Linked DNA regions of Mus musculus: regions 1, 2, 3, 4, 5 and 6 are each linked to region 7. Evidence: chromatin contacts called from public Hi-C, HiCAR-type and HiChIP or PLAC-seq data. All regions are on one chromosome and are shown on one strand. Each heading gives the region's core, a stretch centred on a gene start, on an enhancer-like site or on the middle of the called end of the contact. The rest is flanking DNA. Distances are from core to core; before and after follow the strand shown.

What was found. A called contact is a pair of places that touch in the nucleus more often than the background predicts. HiCAR-type assays count read pairs that join an accessible place to other places. HiChIP or PLAC-seq counts read pairs in DNA pulled down with a chosen protein or histone mark.
Region 1: a contact with region 7 is called in an H3K4me3 HiChIP or PLAC-seq map of neural progenitor cells, with 10 times the contacts expected there. The contact joins the enhancer-like site here to the promoter of Npas3 in region 7. A contact is called at or near these places in 4 of 39 promoter capture datasets (the 3T3-L1 cell line, cranial neural crest, hippocampal neurons and 1 more), 2 of 484 Hi-C or Micro-C datasets (both in uterus), 12 of 115 datasets of contacts at active chromatin or transcription factors (astrocytes, craniofacial prominence, embryonic basal ganglia and 8 more) and 2 of 9 other capture datasets (embryonic stem cells and liver).
Region 2: an H3K4me3 HiChIP or PLAC-seq map of embryonic limb bud shows a contact between it and region 7, with 5 times the contacts expected there. The contact joins the enhancer-like site here to the promoter of Npas3 in region 7. A contact is called at or near these places in 8 of 39 promoter capture datasets (the 3T3-L1 cell line, 3T3-L1-derived adipocytes, the HPC-7 cell line and 5 more) and 12 of 115 datasets of contacts at active chromatin or transcription factors (SST interneurons, embryonic basal ganglia, embryonic forebrain and 8 more).
Region 3: an H3K4me3 HiChIP or PLAC-seq map of embryonic limb bud shows a contact between it and region 7, with 5 times the contacts expected there. The contact joins the enhancer-like site here to the promoter of Npas3 in region 7. A contact is called at or near these places in 6 of 39 promoter capture datasets (the 3T3-L1 cell line, the C10 cell line, embryonic stem cells and 2 more), 1 of 484 Hi-C or Micro-C datasets (the N1E-115 cell line), 12 of 115 datasets of contacts at active chromatin or transcription factors (VIP interneurons, astrocytes, craniofacial prominence and 9 more) and 2 of 9 other capture datasets (embryonic stem cells and liver).
Region 4: a contact with region 7 is called in a HiCAR-type map of astrocytes, with 3 times the contacts expected there. The contact joins the enhancer-like site here to the promoter of Npas3 in region 7. A contact is called at or near these places in 8 of 39 promoter capture datasets (the 3T3-L1 cell line, 3T3-L1-derived adipocytes, the SN4741 cell line and 4 more), 6 of 484 Hi-C or Micro-C datasets (the N1E-115 cell line, cortical neurons, neural progenitor cells and 2 more), 14 of 115 datasets of contacts at active chromatin or transcription factors (SST interneurons, astrocytes, craniofacial prominence and 9 more) and 1 of 9 other capture datasets (embryonic stem cells).
Region 5: a Hi-C map of the N1E-115 cell line shows a contact between it and region 7, with 3 times the contacts expected there. The contact joins the enhancer-like site here to the promoter of Npas3 in region 7. A contact is called at or near these places in 6 of 39 promoter capture datasets (the 3T3-L1 cell line, 3T3-L1-derived adipocytes, embryonic stem cells and 2 more), 1 of 484 Hi-C or Micro-C datasets (the N1E-115 cell line), 9 of 115 datasets of contacts at active chromatin or transcription factors (astrocytes, embryonic forebrain, embryonic hindbrain and 6 more) and 2 of 9 other capture datasets (embryonic stem cells and liver).
Region 6: a contact with region 7 is called in an H3K4me3 HiChIP or PLAC-seq map of embryonic basal ganglia, with 2.5 times the contacts expected there. The contact joins the enhancer-like site here to the promoter of Npas3 in region 7. A contact is called at or near these places in 2 of 39 promoter capture datasets (the 3T3-L1 cell line and cranial neural crest), 2 of 484 Hi-C or Micro-C datasets (cortical neurons and stem cell-derived neural progenitor cells) and 8 of 115 datasets of contacts at active chromatin or transcription factors (craniofacial prominence, embryonic basal ganglia, embryonic forebrain and 5 more).

What each region holds. Positions count from the first base shown.
Region 1 is chr12:53,748,176-53,750,875 of GRCm38.p6, reverse strand. The region is part of intron 4 of Npas3 (neuronal PAS domain protein 3); the gene reads right to left. Among named protein-coding and RNA genes, the nearest start is that of Gm35614, 82 kb to the left of the region's middle. Within about 2 kb of position 1,300, at least 13 of the 459 cell types and tissues checked have an H3K27ac peak or open chromatin away from gene starts, as enhancers often do. A contact at or near this core is called in astrocytes, forebrain and neural progenitor cells, where this site is marked.
Region 2 is chr12:53,622,714-53,625,413 of GRCm38.p6, reverse strand. All of the region lies in intron 3 of Npas3 (neuronal PAS domain protein 3), which reads right to left. Among named protein-coding and RNA genes, the nearest start is that of Gm35614, 210 kb to the left of the region's middle. Within about 2 kb of position 1,338, at least 25 of the 459 cell types and tissues checked have an H3K27ac peak or open chromatin away from gene starts, as enhancers often do. A contact at or near this core is called in embryonic basal ganglia, embryonic forebrain, embryonic limb bud and 3 more, where this site is marked.
Region 3 is chr12:53,662,950-53,665,701 of GRCm38.p6, reverse strand. All of the region lies in intron 4 of Npas3 (neuronal PAS domain protein 3), which reads right to left. Among named protein-coding and RNA genes, the nearest start is that of Gm35614, 170 kb to the left of the region's middle. Within about 2 kb of position 1,406, at least 7 of the 459 cell types and tissues checked have an H3K27ac peak or open chromatin away from gene starts, as enhancers often do. A contact at or near this core is called in embryonic limb bud, where this site is marked.
Region 4 is chr12:53,586,386-53,589,331 of GRCm38.p6, reverse strand. The region is part of intron 3 of Npas3 (neuronal PAS domain protein 3); the gene reads right to left. Among named protein-coding and RNA genes, the nearest start is that of Gm35614, 240 kb to the left of the region's middle. Within about 2 kb of position 1,546, at least 61 of the 459 cell types and tissues checked have an H3K27ac peak or open chromatin away from gene starts, as enhancers often do. A contact at or near this core is called in the N1E-115 cell line, astrocytes, embryonic basal ganglia and 3 more, where this site is marked.
Region 5 is chr12:53,679,817-53,682,651 of GRCm38.p6, reverse strand. All of the region lies in intron 4 of Npas3 (neuronal PAS domain protein 3), which reads right to left. Among named protein-coding and RNA genes, the nearest start is that of Gm35614, 150 kb to the left of the region's middle. Within about 2 kb of position 1,576, at least 2 of the 459 cell types and tissues checked have an H3K27ac peak or open chromatin away from gene starts, as enhancers often do. A contact at or near this core is called in the N1E-115 cell line, where this site is marked.
Region 6 is chr12:53,565,701-53,568,471 of GRCm38.p6, reverse strand. The region is part of intron 3 of Npas3 (neuronal PAS domain protein 3); the gene reads right to left. Among named protein-coding and RNA genes, the nearest start is that of 1700030L22Rik, 250 kb to the right of the region's middle. Within about 2 kb of position 1,496, at least 8 of the 459 cell types and tissues checked have an H3K27ac peak or open chromatin away from gene starts, as enhancers often do. A contact at or near this core is called in embryonic basal ganglia, where this site is marked.
Region 7 is chr12:53,246,880-53,249,855 of GRCm38.p6, reverse strand. Npas3 (neuronal PAS domain protein 3) reads right to left here and starts at 1,424. Exons shown (of 12, transcript NM_001370962.1): 1 at 1,109-1,424. The coding sequence starts at 1,266.

The sequences.
Region 1 (2,700 bases), core at 51-2,550, 500 kb before region 7:
GATAGCCTGTGCAGGACCTGTGCAGGCTCAAGACAATCCAAAGCCCAGTATGCAGAGGGGAATTGGGCATGAAGTTCCACCCCTAGCTGGGAAACACTTGGTAAAGGATAACTCTTGGGAGACAGACAGTTCTCTTTAAGAGTGTTGCCCCTGGTAAGTTGACCATGTTCCAGTGGATGGCCATGCTCCCACACATACATGGGCAGCACAAAATGGATTTGCTGTGGATAAAAATAAAGAACACAGAGCCAGATGGGTAGGGAAGGACAGACAGAACTGTGAAAAGTTGGGGGAAGGGCTAAATATGATCAAACCACATTGTGCAAAATTCTCAAAAAAAAAAAAACCCAAAAACAAACAAACAAAAAACAAAAAAACCCACCAAAAAAAAAACCCAATCAAATAAAATCAAATGAAAGGCCATGAGGTTTGTGCTCCCACAGCAGCCCAACCTCAGCACAGAACGCAGAGCATGGAGAAAAGAAAAGAAGGCTAAGAAGAGGTTTCCATCTGCCAGAACTCCATTGCCAAACATCTGGCTATTCCTCTCCCACTCCATGAGACTGCACAGACATTCAAGACCATTAACAGTCGTCCCTGGTTTCCCCCAAAGCATCCCAGGAAATGCAAAATTCATCAGACCTTGTACTGATCCTGCAAAAGAGTGAACCCAGCACAATAGGTTTCCAGGTATGAGATAAATCAAATTTTACTTCATCTGTCTCTAGGGGAGGGAGACTGGCAGAGTTCTAATCATATACATATTTAAATTTGTAATCAGACTCCTTGGGAGGACAGGCTGGTGTGTTTACTGTGAGCCTGCAGTCAGGGCTTCTGGGGACTGAGGATGCTTGGTTGTAAATCCTGTCATTTTGGTGACTTAATATTTTATATTATCATGGTATTAGCATAATTGTGACCTCTGCATTGTAGCATTTTATGTGTTTCCAGTGTAACTTTTGATACTTTACTAAAGTCAACAAAAATTCCTATTATTCCCTCTTTTAGAACACATTTGGCATGAAGTATTAAGGTTGATTTAATGTTATTAGTGCTTAAAGTGGTGTGAAATCCATGAATATACACATCCATCTCCCAGTTCACCAGCACGCCGCCATAAAACGCAAGGAGATGGGCGATAAACATTTCCTCTCCTTTTTTTCTCTTTCCCTAATTTTTCCTGCTGGAGGCTCTGCCTCTACCCAGAGGGCATGTGAGTGTTGCCAGTTCTCCCACACAGATCAATCACCTGGGCTTCCACATGCCCAAATAATAACACAACAGGAGAGCTTGGCTCAGCTGCCAGCCTCATTAAAACTATTCTCAAAGTAACAGCAAGGTTTGGGGAGCACTCTACTTGGACCAGACTCTGCATATTTTCCAAGATAATGACCAGGGAAGAAGCATTAGAGGACATAGTCCCTTTTATTTGTGATTTTGGCAAGTCACAAAAAATAGTGAGGCAAAGCTAACTGTTTCAAAGGCTGTCCAATGGCAAAGTCTTGTTTAAAACTCTTAGGGAAAAATTATTACTATGGTAAAACTACTGAGGCTTGAAGGGCTACAAGGGGGAAGTAAAGTCAGAGAGACTAAGGCACTTCGGTTTGCTGGCTTCAGGATGCAAAGTTCTTAATCAAAACAACTAGGGAAAATGGACCCTAGTGTTGGCATCCCTCGAGGGTCCTCCAGTGTTTCGCAAGCTAGTCATTAATGTGTCGCTGGGTGATACAGAATTACACAGCCTCTCTTCAGAGCTCTGGACGAACAGAGAGAAAAGTTAACTGGAAACACAGGGGTCCTGAGCTAGTGGTTTTATGATCTCTGGATTATGACTTCTTCTGGGTCATTGTCAGAGACAGTCTGGTAAGATGTTCCTTTAACCACAGCAATCGAGCGTGCCCGTTATTTAGAGGAAACAGTGTGGAGATGCACTGGAACAAGCAATGTCTCCCACCCACCACCAGATCACCTAAAAGACCAGACACATTGGCTAGGACCTTGGAAAACAAGCTGGCATTGTTAAATTCGTACATTAAACTCATAGGCAAGCAAAGGTGTCTCATTGAATTCATGCCCAGGATATTTTTATGTGGTGTTGATACCTTTCTTCAATTTCTGGGAGTCACAGAATATGGTTCATGTGAAGAAGAATCATTTAAGTCAGGACTTCTGTTTTTTAGAAAGAGACATTCCCAAATAGACTACATTTGAAAGTATTTCCCGCCAGGCAAGTGACAAAATGACTAAAGCGATACTCAGAAATGTAGATCAGGCAAACTTTTCTATTAACTATGACACAGTGGCCAAACCTCAGCACAGAAGCCCCACAGGCAAGGGTGTGGAGACAGCAAGCAAAATGCTCAACCAGAGTCCTTAAAACAGGAACGTGGGAGCTAAGATGAAAGGATGGACTATACAGAGACTACCCCACCCCGGGATCCATCCCATAATCAGCCACCAAACCCAGACACTATTGCACAATGCCAGAAAGATTTTGCTGAAGGGACCCTGTTATAGGTGTCTCGTATGAGGCTATGCCAGTGGCTGGCAAATACAGAAGTAGATGCTCACAGTCATCTATAAGATGGAACACAGGGCCCCCAATGGAGAAGCTAGAGAAAGTACCCAAGCTGCTGAAGGGTTCTGCAACCCTATAGGTGGAACAACAATCTGAACTAACCAGTACCCCCAGAGCTCGTG
Region 2 (2,700 bases), core at 89-2,588, 380 kb before region 7:
ATATTTTAAAATTTGCACTTACGGTCCCATTTCCAAAAATTAAAGATGGGAGATACTGGGTGGCTTGACTAAATCACCCCACCCAGTGCAGAGACATGTATGTAAATACTTTTACTAGGAATAGGAAGATCAGCTAAAGAACTCCATATACACATCTTAAAGCTAAAAATTAAAAAATTAATTTAAAAAAGTGATGGTGAATTAATTTTTGTTATTATATTTTAATGTGTAAAGGTGATTTTTTTTAAGTACATTTTGACCAGGAGCTTTTTTAAAACAAGTCTCCATATATGTCAGTCAAACAGAGCTCGGCGAGCTAGCATGGAGTCTATTAAAGGGGGAATAAGGTTCATGAATTTCAAGCATGGAGGGCTCTAATTACCTCATGCTCAAACTTTAACTACAAAACTCAGATAAATTGCTGCACTAAACCCATCGAGGATCCCCCACCTGATTGGTGCCAGCGGAGCATCTGAAGCTCGGTGAAGCTGATCCCAGAGAGCGTTTGCAAATCAGTCCCGAGGGACCCGGTCCTGGGCCTGTCCCTAATGAGTATGTAGGCATTACTTGGATGTTTTGGTAAAGCTACCCGGTAAATTAGGCCATCTGAAATTTTATTAGCCACAAAGCATTACAGCAGCCAGTCTCTTAGGCCGGGGATGCTGGGGGGGGGAATCGCTACTCTTAAAAGAATCTTCTAACCAGGTACCACGAATCTGTTGCAGGTCTTGGCTGGTAGTGGAAACATGAAACTAATTGGCTAATGGTTACAGCTGTCTCTTCAGTGCTTTTGTGCTTAGAGGTGTGACCCTGTCTCGGACCAATTTATGTAGACCCAGAGGGTGGTCCTATATTTATCCTAGTTCTGTGTATGAATTAAATACAAAAGGAAAGTGAAACAGCTGCATCTCTCTGTATGTAGCTAGGGTGTGACATGCTGAAACCTGAGTTTGTGGACTGACAGCCTCAGTTGGAAGACAGCAAATACTTGAGGCAGAGAGGACTGGAGAAGACAAACACTCTTCTCAAATATTCAAGACATCCATATTTTACCCAAAGAGGCACGGAGGAGAAATGTGACTCTTTCTCTGCCTGGTCTAACACCCACCATGGCTATTTATCTAGTAACAAACTTTTATAGACGTGAAATATTTGAAGAAGTCCTTTAGAAATGGCCTGAGGTGATTTCAAACTTAACAGACCCTGGCCCACCAGAGCTCATTACAGTGAATTTTATAACAAAGTGCCTTCTACTTAATTTTCAGAGCCTAGCCAAGCGTATGAGAAACGCAGCTGCATTAAGCGCAATTAATGGTACAATAAAAAGCAGCAGAGGGCTGTTTAACACCCAAGAAACAGCAGTAAACACTGGCTTCGTGCTCTCCTACGGGCAGTCATGTGGCAAAGGACCCGGGCTGCGAGACTTTCCTTCCAAAAGGGTAAATGCCTCTTGCTGCAACAAAGCACATCCTTCAATCCCTCCTCTCCAGCGCCATACAAAAGGCTAGAAAGTTGTTCCCGCCAGTTACACCACCAGCATCCTCACTCCCTTTGTGCAGGAGCCAACACAGCAAGCTCATATTCCCATCTGTGAGAGGGAAGGACAAACTCCATTGCACTAAAAAGGAGTCTAATAGCAAGTGACTCATACCATAGAAAGCGATTTGGCTTTAAATACTAACAAAGTTGACTGGCCAATGATGGAAAAAGGAAATGTCTTCAATCAGAACAGTTTTCAAACAAACCAAAAAAAAATTAGTTTATGGGCAAAAATAATTATAATGATGTTTGCAAACCTCTTTAATGATGAAAAATCACCACTTAGAATTTGATTATGAGAGACATCCAAAAATAAACAAAAGCCCCAGTGGTTGGTATGGTGGTGACTGCTGGAGGATTTGTCAGTCAGTCAGTGGGTTTGTCAATGATGCTGTGTCCTTACTGGGTCTGGCTGCAGATGCAGGCAGACCAGGGAATAGAAGAAGGATCATCAGATCATCCACGGACCGCTTAGCTACAAACATGAAAAGATGCTCTTATGTAACGTAGGTAGTACTGACACCCAATTTTTACACATACTCCTGTACGCTTTAAATCCTAAGCTACTAACAATAACTCAAAAATTTAAATACTAGGTAAACAATTGCTATACCGCATTTTTTACAGAATGACAAAAAAAATGAGATTACATGTTGTTGACTGTCATAAATGTACATCAAATGTTTTTTGTTTGTTTGTTTGTTTGTTTTGCATCTTGGAGAATTCATGGACAAAGAGCATGAGGATATGGAAAGCCAAGTATATTCAAGTTACTCCTAAATATAACCATTTTACCATGGGAAGCAGTTGATGATAATAACTGCGGTCTTAGCAGGCCAGTCTGAACTTGGGATCCCATCTTCCTATTTTCATGTCTGAATAAATTTGTGGTTTGGGCAATTTGAATAAGGTAGAAAATAGAGCTATCTTTGAGTAAACTCTCTATCAGTGGTCTAAGAACATGGCTAGGTGCTTGAGCATGTGGCTAATACTCAAGAGGCCCTGGATTTGAACTCACCACTGGGGTGGGGGGGTTAATGATGCCACAGGGGACAGGAAGTAAGAAGTGGAGGGAAATGTTGAGGAAAGAGGAGGAAGTCCCACAGCACATGAAAGCAGATTCTTCCTAATCCACAGCACAGACAATGGCTGGCCTGATAC
Region 3 (2,752 bases), core at 157-2,656, 420 kb before region 7:
AAATTCATTAAACTCTCTGCAGAAGTTTCTCTAGTAGAAAAACCAATGCTACTTCAATTACCTTTCAAGAGATCTTTGCTATTTACAATTCTTACTGCATAGCCCCTGCTGTTACAGACTTCTGCTACAACCAGTGTACTGAAAATTGTCAACACCTAATTGTTATAATTTTCTAGCCTGTAGAATCTGCTCGGGAGTTTTCTGCTGTTGGGGAGTTTAAGGACTATGATATTGATAAATGCAGCCGCTGCCTTCTCAGCTCCATCGCCACGTACGTGCATGTATATTTCAAACAGCAGCGGGGCTTCTGAATATATTTTAAGCATCTGTGTAATGATGAAAAATGATTTGCAAGGCAAATGCATTTATCAGTCTGATCTCTTGACCTAAAATTTTGATGATGTTTGCTGAGAACTTTGGACATAAACAATGGCCTTTGGATTTCTGGTAAATTCAAAATTCTAGTCACTGGTTCTGTTTTGTGAGGGGGGTTTGTGGGTGGGTAGAAGATATTTTAAAAATGGATAGGATAAATATGGAAAAGATTAAAATATTACACATGAAAGGCATGAACATCTTTAACAATAGAAATACTAAAAAATTAGCAAAAAGAAATTTTAAGCATGAACCAACAAATGAACAAAAGCTAAAGTTTTACTAAATACATCAAGTCAGAGGATACAAGTCCTAATCACAAATCTGGGGTAATATAAGGAGATGTTTGCTCTGATTCGCTACATTAAGATTTGTTAAACACTGCATTTTACTTTAATTTTCAATATTGTAAAGAATGTTCTAAAGGAAAAGAAATATATAGCGTGCCCCTTTAGTAAAACTGTTTTTAAATTCTAATAGAATTTCAAGGTTATTATCTATTTCAGATCAACAGTGGGGGTCAGAGTTCATAGCAGCCAGAATTTACAAACCTCCAATGGGTTTTGATTGACAGCAATCAGCATCTCTTCAGCATCACTGAGGGAACAAAGTACAGGTCAAGACAGCGGGCGATTTCATCTGTCATTTTTAATTATCTAAATGATATTCACAGACAAAACCTTTCCCATCCATCAGGGCATCACATTACCATAGACAATGTTTGTTTAAAGAAGAGGCCATAAAATCAAACAATTATGAATGCAGACAAGCCTTGCTATTGACTGCATAAATAATCAAGCCAGAGTTCCAAAACTCTCTGCTAATGAATTGGTAGATTGCTGGCAGGAAGTTGCAAGTCATAATATGGACAACAATCTAATGTTCTTATTGACTTTTACTAAAGCTTGACTACAGTCACAAAGATTCAGAGATGACGTCAAGTGAGGTTTCCATAGAGCCAGTATTGATAGCGGTACACAGCTAAAATACAAGTAGTTAACTCTTGACCTTATGGTGGGACCAGAGCTCCCGAGAGAGCACTGAAATGCTAGCAGTATAATACATCATGAACTGAGCCAACAGCCGCGGGGTCTCTGACAGCATTACCACACAGGCAAGGGGCCCTTCTTTCACCATTTATAACACACTAACCTCTAATAATTCAGCTGAAGCCCTGAAAATTAACTCTATTTCAGTTTGTTACATGAGTAAATAAAGTTTTCCCTCTCCCCTCCCTTCTTTGGGAGAAGCAAGAGGAGAGCAGAGATCTAAAATACAGGTAACTGGTAGCAGATAGCCAATGCAGAAGCAGCTACCTCGGAGATGGAGCAAACATACCAAGGGAAGATGTATGGAGGCTGCAGAGGTCTGGGGAGTGACTCTTCTCTGACTAGTGCATGCCATCCATACATTGCTAATTAGTGGCATCTGTTTTGGCTGCATACCCACTACTCCTTATCCAGTTTGCCTCACAGAGACCCCACTTTATTTTTAAACCATCAGCATAAAGTTAACCTCAACAGATATCATTTTGAAGGGCTAAGGAAGTTATTAATTAATGCCTCAGATTAAACATTTTCATATGGGCATGCATTCTGAATGATCAGTTAGCCATTTACTTTTCATATTCCTCATCTGTTCCTCCCCCATATATACAAAATGTTTTCATGTCATTTAGTACAAAAGAATTTAACAGGTAAATATATTTATTTGACTAATTATGAAAATGTTTAGAGAAAGGAAAATTCTCAATGGCATCAGAAAAGATCATTGATCGAGAGAGTTTACCCAGAAATAGTATTTCCTAGAGTAATTCAACCAACTAAACACCAGGCAATGGTCAGGAGATCATTTCATGCTGTGAACCTCTGGGTTCAAATTCACATTGTAGGAATTGGGAAGATGTGGGGTGGGGAAGGAAGGAAAAGGCCTGAGCTGAAGAAGTCAGAATTCAATTGGTCCAGGACTTGAAGTGAGGTGGGCAACAGGATTTTCTTGAACAGGAGAATGTATTTGGAAAAGAAAGAAAGGAAGGAAGGAAGGAAGGGAGAGAGAGAGAGAGAGAGAGAGAGAGAGAGAGAGAGAGAGAGAGAGAGAGAGAGAGAGAAAGAAAGAAAGAAAGAGAGAAAGAAAAGTGTATTTGTCTTGGTAGATCCACAATAACAAACAACATCCCAATACCACAACTTCATCTGGTAGCTTCTGGGACTTTCCAGGCTTCCTTTGGAAACAAGGAAATGGTCAAAATATAGGAAAAAGGAATGTTTTAGATTTTTTTTAAAAGTATCTTTTTAAGTTTAAAAAATTGTAGCCTATATATGGTGTGTGTGTACATGTGTGTGGGTGTGTTTAATGTAGTGTAGTGCAGTGCAGTGCA
Region 4 (2,946 bases), core at 297-2,796, 340 kb before region 7:
CCTACCCCAGCTCAGCCTGGCCACACAGCCCACACACGGAGCCTCTTGGTCATCAACACACTTGAAGCTTCTTAAACAACATTAAATAGGAACCAGAAACAGCCCAGTTAAAACGTACACTTTCCCTGAAAGATTTTTGACATATTCAATGCTTGTGAAAGCTGAGGGGCTGACGGCTTAGTCAAGTACAGTTGAGTGAGCAGGCTGCCAGGCTCCTCGCTCTACCTCCAGGGCAGGTGAACCGTGACACGGAGGTCTAGCCTCTCCTGCCTCCTCAGTTCATTTTTCCAGAAAAGAGGAAAGAGAAAGAAAAGAAAACCAACTTCCTCCTAACTATTGTTTGATGATTTCTTTGTTTAAATAAACATCTCAATAGATGTAGGCACTCCTAGAAATTGTCGACTCAATGGCTTTATTCGAATCTATGCTAGGCAGTTAATTTCTCACCAAACTTCCCCTAGAGAGACAGCTGGCTCATCCAAGTTGGAGGGTGTTTTCCTTGCAGTGATTTCTCCTTTTATAATTGATCTCTCTCCGTCGAAGGAACCACTTCACAATTCTTAGCACTGTTTACCAAGGATATAAAAGAAAATGCCAGGTGTACACCAATGAGAACATTTTTATCAAATGTGAACCTGCGCATCATCACAGCCAGAGCAACTACTGCCGCACGCGCTTCCATGTTTATCCTAACTTAAAAAAAAATGCTTCTGTTAAAACCTTTCAAACATGTTGTGCGAAAGAGATATTTGTGGGTTTATTCTTTTCAAGTGCAAACAGATGAAAGGGGGCCTAGGAAAGTACTTAAGAAAGATGTCATTAAATCAGAAGTGACAAATTGACAATTTCCTCTCGGATGATATATTCTCCCTGAAGGTGCGTGCGCGCGCGCGCGCGCGTGTGTGTGTGTGTGTGTGTGTGTGTGTGTGTGTGTGTGTGTGTGTGTATGGCTGTGTCTATACTGTATGTTACTTTAAATAGTTATAAAACAGTACCCGTTTCCAAACTCCGCTACACTCTTCAGACTGCGTACCTGCGAAGCATTTGGTAAAAACCATTGTGTGAACCCAAGCCCCATCACTTCCAGTCTCCACCATCTGGAGGATAATGAAAATGAAATAAGGATCCCAAAGTATTTGGCTTTCTTGTGGTGGGGGGCAGGGCACACCCAAGGTATTAAGTTATTCAAACACCAGTAATGTATGACATTGCACATTCTCACTGTCACGGCCTTTGTTGAAAAGGATTTCCCTGACCTTTCCTGTAACCAGCAAACAAATAAGCCCCCTCTCTCAGCAGGAGAGAGGCACTGGTCCATTAGACATTAAGCAGTTCAATTCAGACAACCCCCCCTTCCATTCTCCTGTCCTTGGCCATGAAGAGGGAACTGGCAGTGGTCCAATCAGTCAGAGAAAAGGCAGGCAAGTGTGATTGCGTAGAGGAGAGCTTGAAATGTCGCAGCAGCAGGGCCAGAGTGCCACAGCAGACAGCACTGAGGGAAGGATGTGGCACTACACGAGGGGTAGTGTTCCAACACCGGAAGGCTGGGGTTTCAGTCTGCCAAACAACATAATGACTCACCCAGGCAGGGAAATATTACCACCATGGGGATATGTGGAGCATCTCAGGCTGAGAGTAATTAGGGACTAAACTACAACAGCATGCTTCAGTGAAGAAATGAGAAAATAGGCAATACCTCTGTCAAGTCCTGATTGGCGAGTGGTAAATGAATCAAGGCTTCTATCATCTTTGGCCAGCAACTGAACTTGCAGCAGAGTTTCAGAATGGAGAAGTGGGCCTACTTTTTCAAGATTTTCATGAAGCAAGACAGCACACAAGCACGTGCACACACACACACACACACACACACACACACACACACACGAGCGCACACACACGCACACACACATGCCCTTGCTAATCCTTCAACATCTCCTACCTCTTGTTATGCTGCCTATAAAAGGCAAAAATGAGCCCAGGATGGCAAATGCTAAAATATCCTTTTATTAATAAGAAAGATATACAAAATGTATACAAGATCTAAAATAAAAAAGCACATGTGCTTAATGAATTTAGATAATGGAATTACTCTACTTATACTATCAGTTGCACAAGTGTAAATTCTCTGGCAAAGAGGACAAATGTTAATTTTTATTTCTTTATATCTTCAAATTGCAGACAATTTGTATTCATTAGACAATGCAAAAACCTCTTTTCCCTCTTAATTGTCAAATGACATTATAATGAAATTGGACAGCCACAGAGTAATCTGTAAGTTAAGGGAGCCACTCCCAGACTGACTGGATGAAACTCAGGCACCATTTAGCCATCAAATAGTTACATGCCGATAAGCTTTCAGTGTAGTGACCAGGTCAGAAAAATCTGTCACACAGAGACAAAGGTTGGTGAGCCTGGAAGGCCTCAGGGTGGCAGGGAGCACCGCCTCTCTGAGGGAGAGTGCCATCTTTGAGAAACCGCATCTGCTGGGTACAAACCTTGGAACCCAAACAGGCTTGTCTCCCCCCTTCTACAGTGGCTGGTACCTCCTCTCCATACTCCCCAAATGCACTGTGCAGTACCACTCTCACCGATGTTGAATAAGGGACAAGCACAAATTATCTATGCTCTCAATATGAACAACCTCTATTAGGCCAGGTTAATAAACTCTAATAGATGTAAGGGCTAATACAATATTCAGCTATTGACATAAACATAAATATAAATTTCAAAGAAAATAACCTACTTTAGTAAAACTACCTGTGCAATAAAAATTAATGAACTCCAAATGATTCTGCACATCTCCACCAAATTGCATTTTCAGGCTCTCATCTTCAGGACATGCTGGGTGGTTTGATGCATTCCCACAATTCATCTTCCTGCTAAGCCAATTTTAATTTAAATGCAATTAAAGGCTCAAAATGAACATTATGTATTAGATAAAGCCTC
Region 5 (2,835 bases), core at 327-2,826, 430 kb before region 7:
TCTCGAAAAACATCAAATATATCTAATACTTTAGCAGTGATATCTCTGTCTTTCTCTGTCTCGCTGTCTCTGTTTCTCTCTGTCACTCTCTCTCTCTGTCTCTGTCTCTCTCCCTCTCTCCTTCTCTTGATTCCCCTTTAGTTTCTTGCTCTGCTAGATTTTTGGGAACAATTCATGTAGAAAAAGAAAACTGATGTCGTGGGGTTTATATTGCTGTGCTAAAACACCCTGGCCAAAGGCACCTTGAGCAAGAAAGGGTTCATTTCATCTCTAACTCTCAGGGCACACAGTTCATCAATGAGGAAGCCTAGGCAGGAACTCACTGCTGACTGCTGTTACAGAGGCCATGGAGGAACGCTGCTTACTGGTTTGCTCTTCCTGGTTTGTTTGGTCTGCTTTCTTATATAACCCAGGACCAGGGACTCAGGGATGGCACTGCCCTCTATGGGCTGGACCTGCTTACATCAATCACTAATCCGGAAAATGCTCTACAGACTGACTGCCTATAAGCAACCTGGATAGAAACATTTTCTAGATTGAGTTTTCTCCTTCTAGATAATTCGAATTTGTATTGAACAGACAGAAAAAAAGATAACCAAGAAACTGCAATTCCAAACCCTTATGGGCTCTGGTTGTCCAGTTGTGAGCCCTTTGGGCAGTCTTTAGCTGGGGTGAACGATTATGGCCAAGGATGAGAATATTCTAGGATCATGGTTAGTGAAAGACTCTGGGTGAACGTTCTACACTTTCTTTCCACTTTGGAATTAAGGTCATGAATTTAATAAACCCTGTTTATTCAAAAGACATACATAAAGACAATATTCAATTACACCATGTGTCCCCTTTTTTTGTTTTTATTAAACTAGTGATTGGCACAAAACTAACAAATCATAGGGAAAAAATGGCCATTTGTCACTGTTTTCAATAGCTAAAAATATAATTTTTAATAAATCTCCAAGTGAAGACCAAAGAAGCTCCACAGTCCTCCCTCTCCTGTGTGCGTATTTTAAGAACTGTCATCCTCCCTTGGTTTAGGGGACAGTTTTATAAACAATGACACCAGGGGAGGGACACACTTATGCTTTTGTGAGACTTGCCATTGGAAACAGAGTAATCTCAGGTATGCTGCCTGCTCCCACCAGCTGCTGGGTTCCACATCGCTCAGAGTCACACATGCAGTCAGTCACTCAGCCACACAACCCTGGGAGTTCCATGCTCCTGATTTTGAAATGTCACCTGCAACTTATAGCATGGACCTTACTCTTAAAATGACTCAGCAGATGATCAAATATTTCACTGAAACACAAGCAGTATTAATTTTTTTTTAAAGCAAGAAAATATAGAAGCTTTCCTAATCTCCCAGTTTGGCACTGCTTTAAGAAACCGTGTTCAGATATAAAGGCACGTATCAGCACAAGAGTTGGTATTTTCTCTCAAGACATTGCACACGCTTTACTTTTCCCCTGCTGAGTCCATCACAGAAGTCTCCAAATTTTATCAGATTATTCTGATACCATGCCATCAGAAATAAGCATCGCATTCAGTCACGTGGCGTTTTCTGTCTCTGATCCTGCCCCTCCAAACTAGACTCACTCTCAATCCTAGCTTCTTCGTTCCTTGTGCGTTCCCTCATTAAGGGCACAGGATGGCCTTTCCTACAAGACAGTGCCCAGAAGACTGGCACCCACAAGCCCTGCTTTTCTCAACAGTAAGAGCACAAATCACATTTAGAATCAAAGGAAACAGGACCAGATCCCCAACCCAGCTTAATGAGATAATTGAAAATTACCTCATGCAAGGTGTTCAATGACCAATAAGTGTTTGGCTGGTGGCCAGGGGTCTCTGGATACACAGACATTGATTATGAAAGGATGTTTGGCTATTTCCCAGGAAGGATAGACGGGAAAGGGCAGGACTTACCCCATGTGCATGGCACGAGGGGCAGTGAGCGCAGATTAGGACAAGGTTGAATCAGGGACACTGTGACCATTTGGCCAGTGATGACAACAATCTGCCAAGAATGTTTTACTGCCATGCTTTACTTAATCCAGGGCAAACTGATTGGAACTGACCCAATTCCTCCAGGGGAAATTAGATGTAGATCTGAAAAGACCCAGAGAGTGAACTCCTGATAGTCATTGAAGATTTAGTAATTTCACTTAAAAGGGAGCTGTGCATCAGGGGGTGGGATGGGGGGGGGGCCCACAGTCCTCTGTAGTTCTTCATCTAAAAGAAGACATACATACAACATTGTCTCTTCTTGCATGTCAAGGGCACATGCTTTTAATGAACCGATACTATAAATTAATTACATTTCCCAAGATTGACCTAAATAGCATGAACAAGAATGCTTTCTTAAGTGTTGTATTAAATCCTTGAGAATTACAGGCATATAAGCAACATCTTTTGGTCATGTTTACTCCCCGTTCCTCAGTGTAACTGTTCCCAGGTTTACCCCCGATAACTTTATGGCATCTGTATTTTATAAACAATTCATGGAGCTGCTAATATATTCATGGGTTGGGGGGCTATCCACTGGAGTGTGGCTGATCTACTAGGGCCCACACTTTTTAAGAAAACTGACTCTCCTCCAAAGCTCCAGATATCAATATACCCTCAGTCAGGGGCGAGGCCTCACTAGCCCCTCCCACTCCATGCTGAGATGTTGTCTTGCTTGGTCCTGTGCATGGAACCACAGCAACAGTGAGTTCATGAGTACAGTGGCTCAGTCATACCTAGAAGAGACCGTTTCTGCTCTGTTCTCCCTCATTGCTGGCACTTACCACCTAGCTCCCTCAGAGGTTCTCAACCTGTGGAGTGCAGACATTTTCATTA
Region 6 (2,771 bases), core at 247-2,746, 320 kb before region 7:
GATATCTGATTCCCGTGTTTCTGGAGAAAGCACAATGATTAGCTTCGTTTCCATCTTTATGCTGGCTGATGTTCTGAATGCCAAGGCTGATCCCATAACACAATGACGTCCAAGAAATCCTCTAGCAAACCAAGTTGATAGAATATGGGATAAGGTTTTCCTTCCGATAGAGTGTTAAGAGCCATCATTAGAAGACTAGCAAGTGAGAATGAAAAACTCTGCTATGAAGGTGAGTGGGAATGTGCACTCAGATGATTCCTATCCCTCCTGTGAATTCTTGAAGTGTAGTTTGTGTTAGTGTGTATGATTTGGCTTCTACAAATACATTGGTAGTGCCAGAGTACACTTCAGTGAGCTTGGGTGACCTCAACTCGATTAACAGAAGAAGGAACACTCCATGAGCTGGGCAGTGGTGACTCACGCCTTTAATCCCAGCACTTGGGAAGCAGAGGCAGGCAGATTTCTGAGTTCGAGGCCAGCCTGGTCTACAGAGTGAATTCCAGGACAGCCACGGCTACACAGAGAAACCCTGTCTCGAAAAACCAAAATCAAACAAACAAACAAAAAAACCCAAGAAGGAACACTCCAGCACTCTGAGATAGCTTCTAAGGCCTGCGCCTCAGATATCCTACTTTTACTTACATATACATCAAAAAGTAAAACCAAAGCCAAATAATACTGCCTAGAGAGAGCTAGAGACCTTACCATAATGAAGAACAGCAGAATATTAATCCTGACTCCCAGTCACTTTTTCATCACCACCATGACATTTAACTCTCCAAATTTCTCCTTGATCACCTGTAAATCCTGAATATGGGGCGAGTCACAGCGCTCAGTGCTTATGTAACAAGGATTTGTCTGACATGAATCAGCAATTAGCACCAATATCCCATTTTTGTGCAGTCGAAGTACCCCTCTTCAGAAGAGAGCACAGGATAGAGGCAAATGCAGAAGGGTCTAAACCCTTTTATCTTTTTTTTTTCCCCCAGAAAGGAGCCACAATTATAAGGGAAGTGAAGGAAGCTAGACCTCCACAATCTTCAATGCAATGCATCTTCAAAGGGATCTTCAAATATTTAGGAAGGGATCCCTCCAGAAGGACAGTGTAAGTCCGAGCTGTTACATATGTGATGGTAGGTAACACCTGATTTGGTATGGAACATCTATTCAGATGGGCCAAGATAATCATCTCAAATTTAGTTTCCCACATCCCAGCTGTAGGCCTACCATCCGATACCCTACTCAGCTCTGCTCCAGGCTAGCAGTCGAGCAGACTAGTTAAAAGACAATTAGTCCAATTTCACATTCTCTAGCAGCCGAAAAATTTCATGTTATTTCAGTCACAGTGGATGGATGCCAAGTTCACTGGAAGCAGCCCCGCTGATTTATCCAGTCCATTTTAATACTTTAGAAATACTGTTAAAACATGGCTGTCCTAATTACGCAGGGATCAACGCACAGTGTCCCTCTCACCCAGGATTCTCCCAGAAGGGCTGCAATCAGCTGCATTCCCCTTAATTTCACCATGCAATTCCAACTAATTTCATCCTAGTACAGTGCTGTCAGACAACTCCCATGCCTCTGCGGTTTTAATCGATTAGCTCAATGTCTCTATAATGCATCACCAGCTGCCAGGCACAGAACTGGACGCTCTGCAAGCGTTTCAGCTAAAAGACAGTTTAATTACTGTACCCGCTCCTCAAAGGCATAGGCACAAAGCCCTGGAATCAAATTATTAAAATATTTGGTGTCAACAAGCCACTTTATAACGGAGCAAACAATGACAATCCAAAAGATGGAAATAAGGAGAAAGTCTGTCTTTTAATTGTGAACAAGCTTTTTATGGACGGTAATATATTCAAGCAAATGGATGGCTTCAGATTCACTGTGTCTCAGAGGCAACTGCGATTGGGCCATTCTCCTACGACATACAAGAACAGGACTTACATATTTCACATTGGGAAAAAGAGTAAATGAGTCTGAGTCTGTCTTCTACTTTGAAGTCGTGGATTAATATAATTAGCACCGGCCTCTTACGCATCCCTTAACTGTCAAAGCTCACACAAGTCCAACTGAAGGACCTGTGGACAAAGCACACTATTAGAGGAGGACAGGTGACATGCAAACTGGGAAACTTCTAAAATAGATTCTAGTTTCTCTGCTTGTTATGACACAGCTTTAACTAAATCTAGCTGATAAAGGAACAAGAAATGCTGTCACAAAGGAAAACCACATTTGTAGCATGGCTTTACTGTGTTATAGGATTGTGACAAAAATAAACAACCAAGAGAAAAAACATTAAAATATATGTGTGCTGATTAATTTTACATCGATGTGACACAAGCTGGAGTCATCAGAGAGGAGGAAGCCTCAATTGAGAAAACGCCTCCATAAGATCTGGCTGCAGGCAATAATCCTATGTTGCATTTTCTTAATTATTGCTTGTTAGGGAATGGACCAGTCCATTTTGGGGGGCTATCCCTGGGGTGGTGGTCCTGTGTGGTATAAGAAAACAGGCTGAGCAAGCCAGTAAACAGTACCCCTTCGTGGCCTCTGCACCAGGAACCTTCCGCTTCCTTTCCTGCTTTCCTGTCCTTACTTCCTTTGATGATAAACGGTTACAAGAAACTGTGAGTAAAATAAACCCTTTCTCTCCAAGTTGCTTTGGTTATGATGTTTCATCACAGCAGTAGTAGCCCCAAATAAGACAATATGTTTCCAAAAAAAATCTAACACAAAAGACTCTGAAGATGGGGTTTAATATATTTAAG
Region 7 (2,976 bases), core at 175-2,674:
TAAATACTATTGTTTCAAACCAAAGGCTCTCAAATCAATGAAGTTTCAAAGATGAGGTAAAATGGGAATTTGAATTATGCATTATGTATATTTTAAGTTAAATGCCATTGGCAAATCTCTCAGATGTTTAATCGTGTACAATCTGGGAAACACAAATATTTAATTTCACACTCTCATGTGCTTTTTTTTCTTCCATCTACCATAAAATTGAGCCTCATGAATAGAGAGTTTACCTTTTTGATTATATTGTTAGTTTTTCTCATAGCGATTTTGTGAATCCCATTTTCAATAAAATCTTAGAACATCGAAAGTTATCCTTAAAGGGAAAACTTTAGGGTTAGAAAGCTGTTGATGGTAAATTTCTCTTTATTTCCTTCCTCAATCAAAGGTTGCTCAGTGTTTTAATGACAATTATTTTGAATCTAGAGACTATCTTTAGAAAACTAAAAACAATTTCTATATTAAAACTTCCCTTTCACCACCAAGCCTAACTTTTGTAAAATTTGCTTCCTAACTTGGATCTCGGAATCCCATCCATTTGCATCATAATGCGTTTAAGATAGTTAACAGCGCCTAAGAGATTCGGATTTCACGTTGTATTCCCTGTAGTAACAGGTGACAGGATCTCACACTATTAGGTAGAAACGCAAGTCTATCTCTGCACATGAAAATCGTCTCTGTCCTATTTGGAAACAAATGATCAATCAGCCTCCGATGATCAATTGCTCCCCTGGCTGTCCGTCAGCGCGGATTCGCACCCGCGGAGGCATTGAGAACATTTTGCTGAAAGGGGGCAGGAAGCCCAAACTTTGCAAAAGCATCTCCTGCAGCGTCTCAGACTTGACTGGAACTCTCTGGCTACTCGGGGCTGAGGCTCAACGTTCGGGGCCTGGCAGAGGGCAAAGGATGACTTCACTTCGCCAGTGCACTAGAGTGCTTTTCAATTCGGATTGTGTATCCCCCCCCCCCTCCTTCTATAGCACAGGGGCAGGCAAAGTAAGCCCTGACGAGGTGCATGTGTGTTGTAAGGCACAAAACAAGAGCAAAGTGAGTCCCACCCCAGTACCCGAGACGGGGGCACTATCCCAGCTCGGACGGGACTACTCACCGCTGCTGGTAGGAGGTGATGCCCTGGACGTTCTGCGGGGTGCCGTTGGCCGCGGCGCCGGCCCTCCCCATGCCCGCACCGGCCGGTACCCCAGCGGCTGCCCCGCCGGCCGCCGCGGCCGTCACCTGCACGCTGAAATCCGGAAAGATTCGGATCATCGCCGCGGCTTGGAGCCCCAGGCGCGGCTGCTCTGGGCTCGGGCTGGCGGGGGCTCGGGCTCGGGTTCGGGCGGCGGCGGCAGCAGCGGCGCGAGCGGCGGCAGCAGCGGAGCCAGGCACCAGCCTGCAATCCCATTAGTGAGCCGCGGCCACTGTGCGCGGCGGAGAGGCGCTTTGATGTGCGCGCAGCGGGCTGAGGTGGGGGGGGGTGGCGAGGAGGAGGTGCGGGGGGTGTGCGAGGGACTTGCAAACAGCAAAACGTGTCAGGGTGGGGCCTTTTCTCCCTTTTGGGGGGCACTGTTGCTCCCCCCTCTTTCCAGGATGTTGCTTTCACTGGCTGCTCCAGCAGCGCCGCGCGAGCCCAGCTGAGAGGAGGAGGGGGTGAAGGAGGAAGGATGCACCGGGAGGCTTGGCGAGCGCTTGGCCGGTGCAAGGGAATAACGAGCAGTGGAGGGTGCGTTTTCCCTCCCTCTTCTACACACACACACACACACACACACACACACACACACACACACACCGCGCACTTCCGACCCAAAGTGCAAGATTGTGGTGCGCTCTTTCTCCTCCTTTCTCTGGAGAAATAACCACCATCCGGGCTGGCTTCAGCCTTCCGAGGCTGCCAGAAACCAGGATCCCAGCCCGCGGGTGTAGGAATGGGGCGTCAGAGCCTCCCGTTTCAGCCTGGACCCCTCTTTGACACTATTCTCCACATTAAGCAGAGCGAATGTGACCAAGCGCAAGTTGGGTTCCTGGAGAACTTGATAGTTATCTAGGAGAGGTGGTTTGCAAAGGCGACGGAGTGCGGGGCGGGGGGTTGGCGCTTTTGTACAATGGAGAGTTTGGGTCGCTTAAAAGAAAGGGCTCTTCCCGCTCCTGGTGAGCGGAAGAGTTGGTCTTGGGAAACTTGTGAGGTGGGGTCTCAGCTAGATCTTAGTTTGCGCTATGATCCATCTCTTAACGCCCCCCTTTGACCGAGGAAACGAATAAATTAGTAGCCACAATTGAAAAGAACTCTGCGAATTCCAAACACCAAGGAAACAAAAAGAGAAAACACGTGCATTTATTTCCTCGCGCCTTCCTGTTACTTCACATTGTGACGCCTGCCTTTCATTAGGGGGTGAAGAGAGATCCTTACAGTTTGGATGCGCCTTTTTAGTGAGACTTGCACTGGGTTTCACTGAGCTAGGGTTGGGGGAGTGGGAGTTGATTGTTTCCCTCCATCCCTCCCCAGGACCCGGGTTGCCCACTTTTCCCCCTGTCTTCTGGCTGGTGAGCAGGAGCAGAGATGCGAGAAGCAGGCGGATGCAGCCCTTGAGGGACACAGAGCTCTGCTAATGTCCCACACTCAAAGCCCCTGCCCAGCTTAGCGGCTGCTGCTGCTGCTGCTGCTACTCCTGCAACTGCTGCTGCTACTGCTGCGGCTGGGTGGTGGTGGGGAGTGGTGGTTTCCCATTCTGGTACCCTCTTCCCATCTGGCACTCAGGGCCTGGGCACTGCAGCTGAAGGGCTAGGGCAGTCGCTGTACCCTCCAAACAAGCCCAAGTTAACTGTGACCTCCACGCCGCCGTGACCCAGGGCCAATCGCGCTTCTCCCGGTCAGGCTCCTGCTTAACCCTTTGAGCCTGGGAAACAGTGGGCCACCATGATCCAGTGAGACAGGACCCACTGGCCTGAAGTTGCCGAGGTGTAGAGTGACAGAGGCTCCCA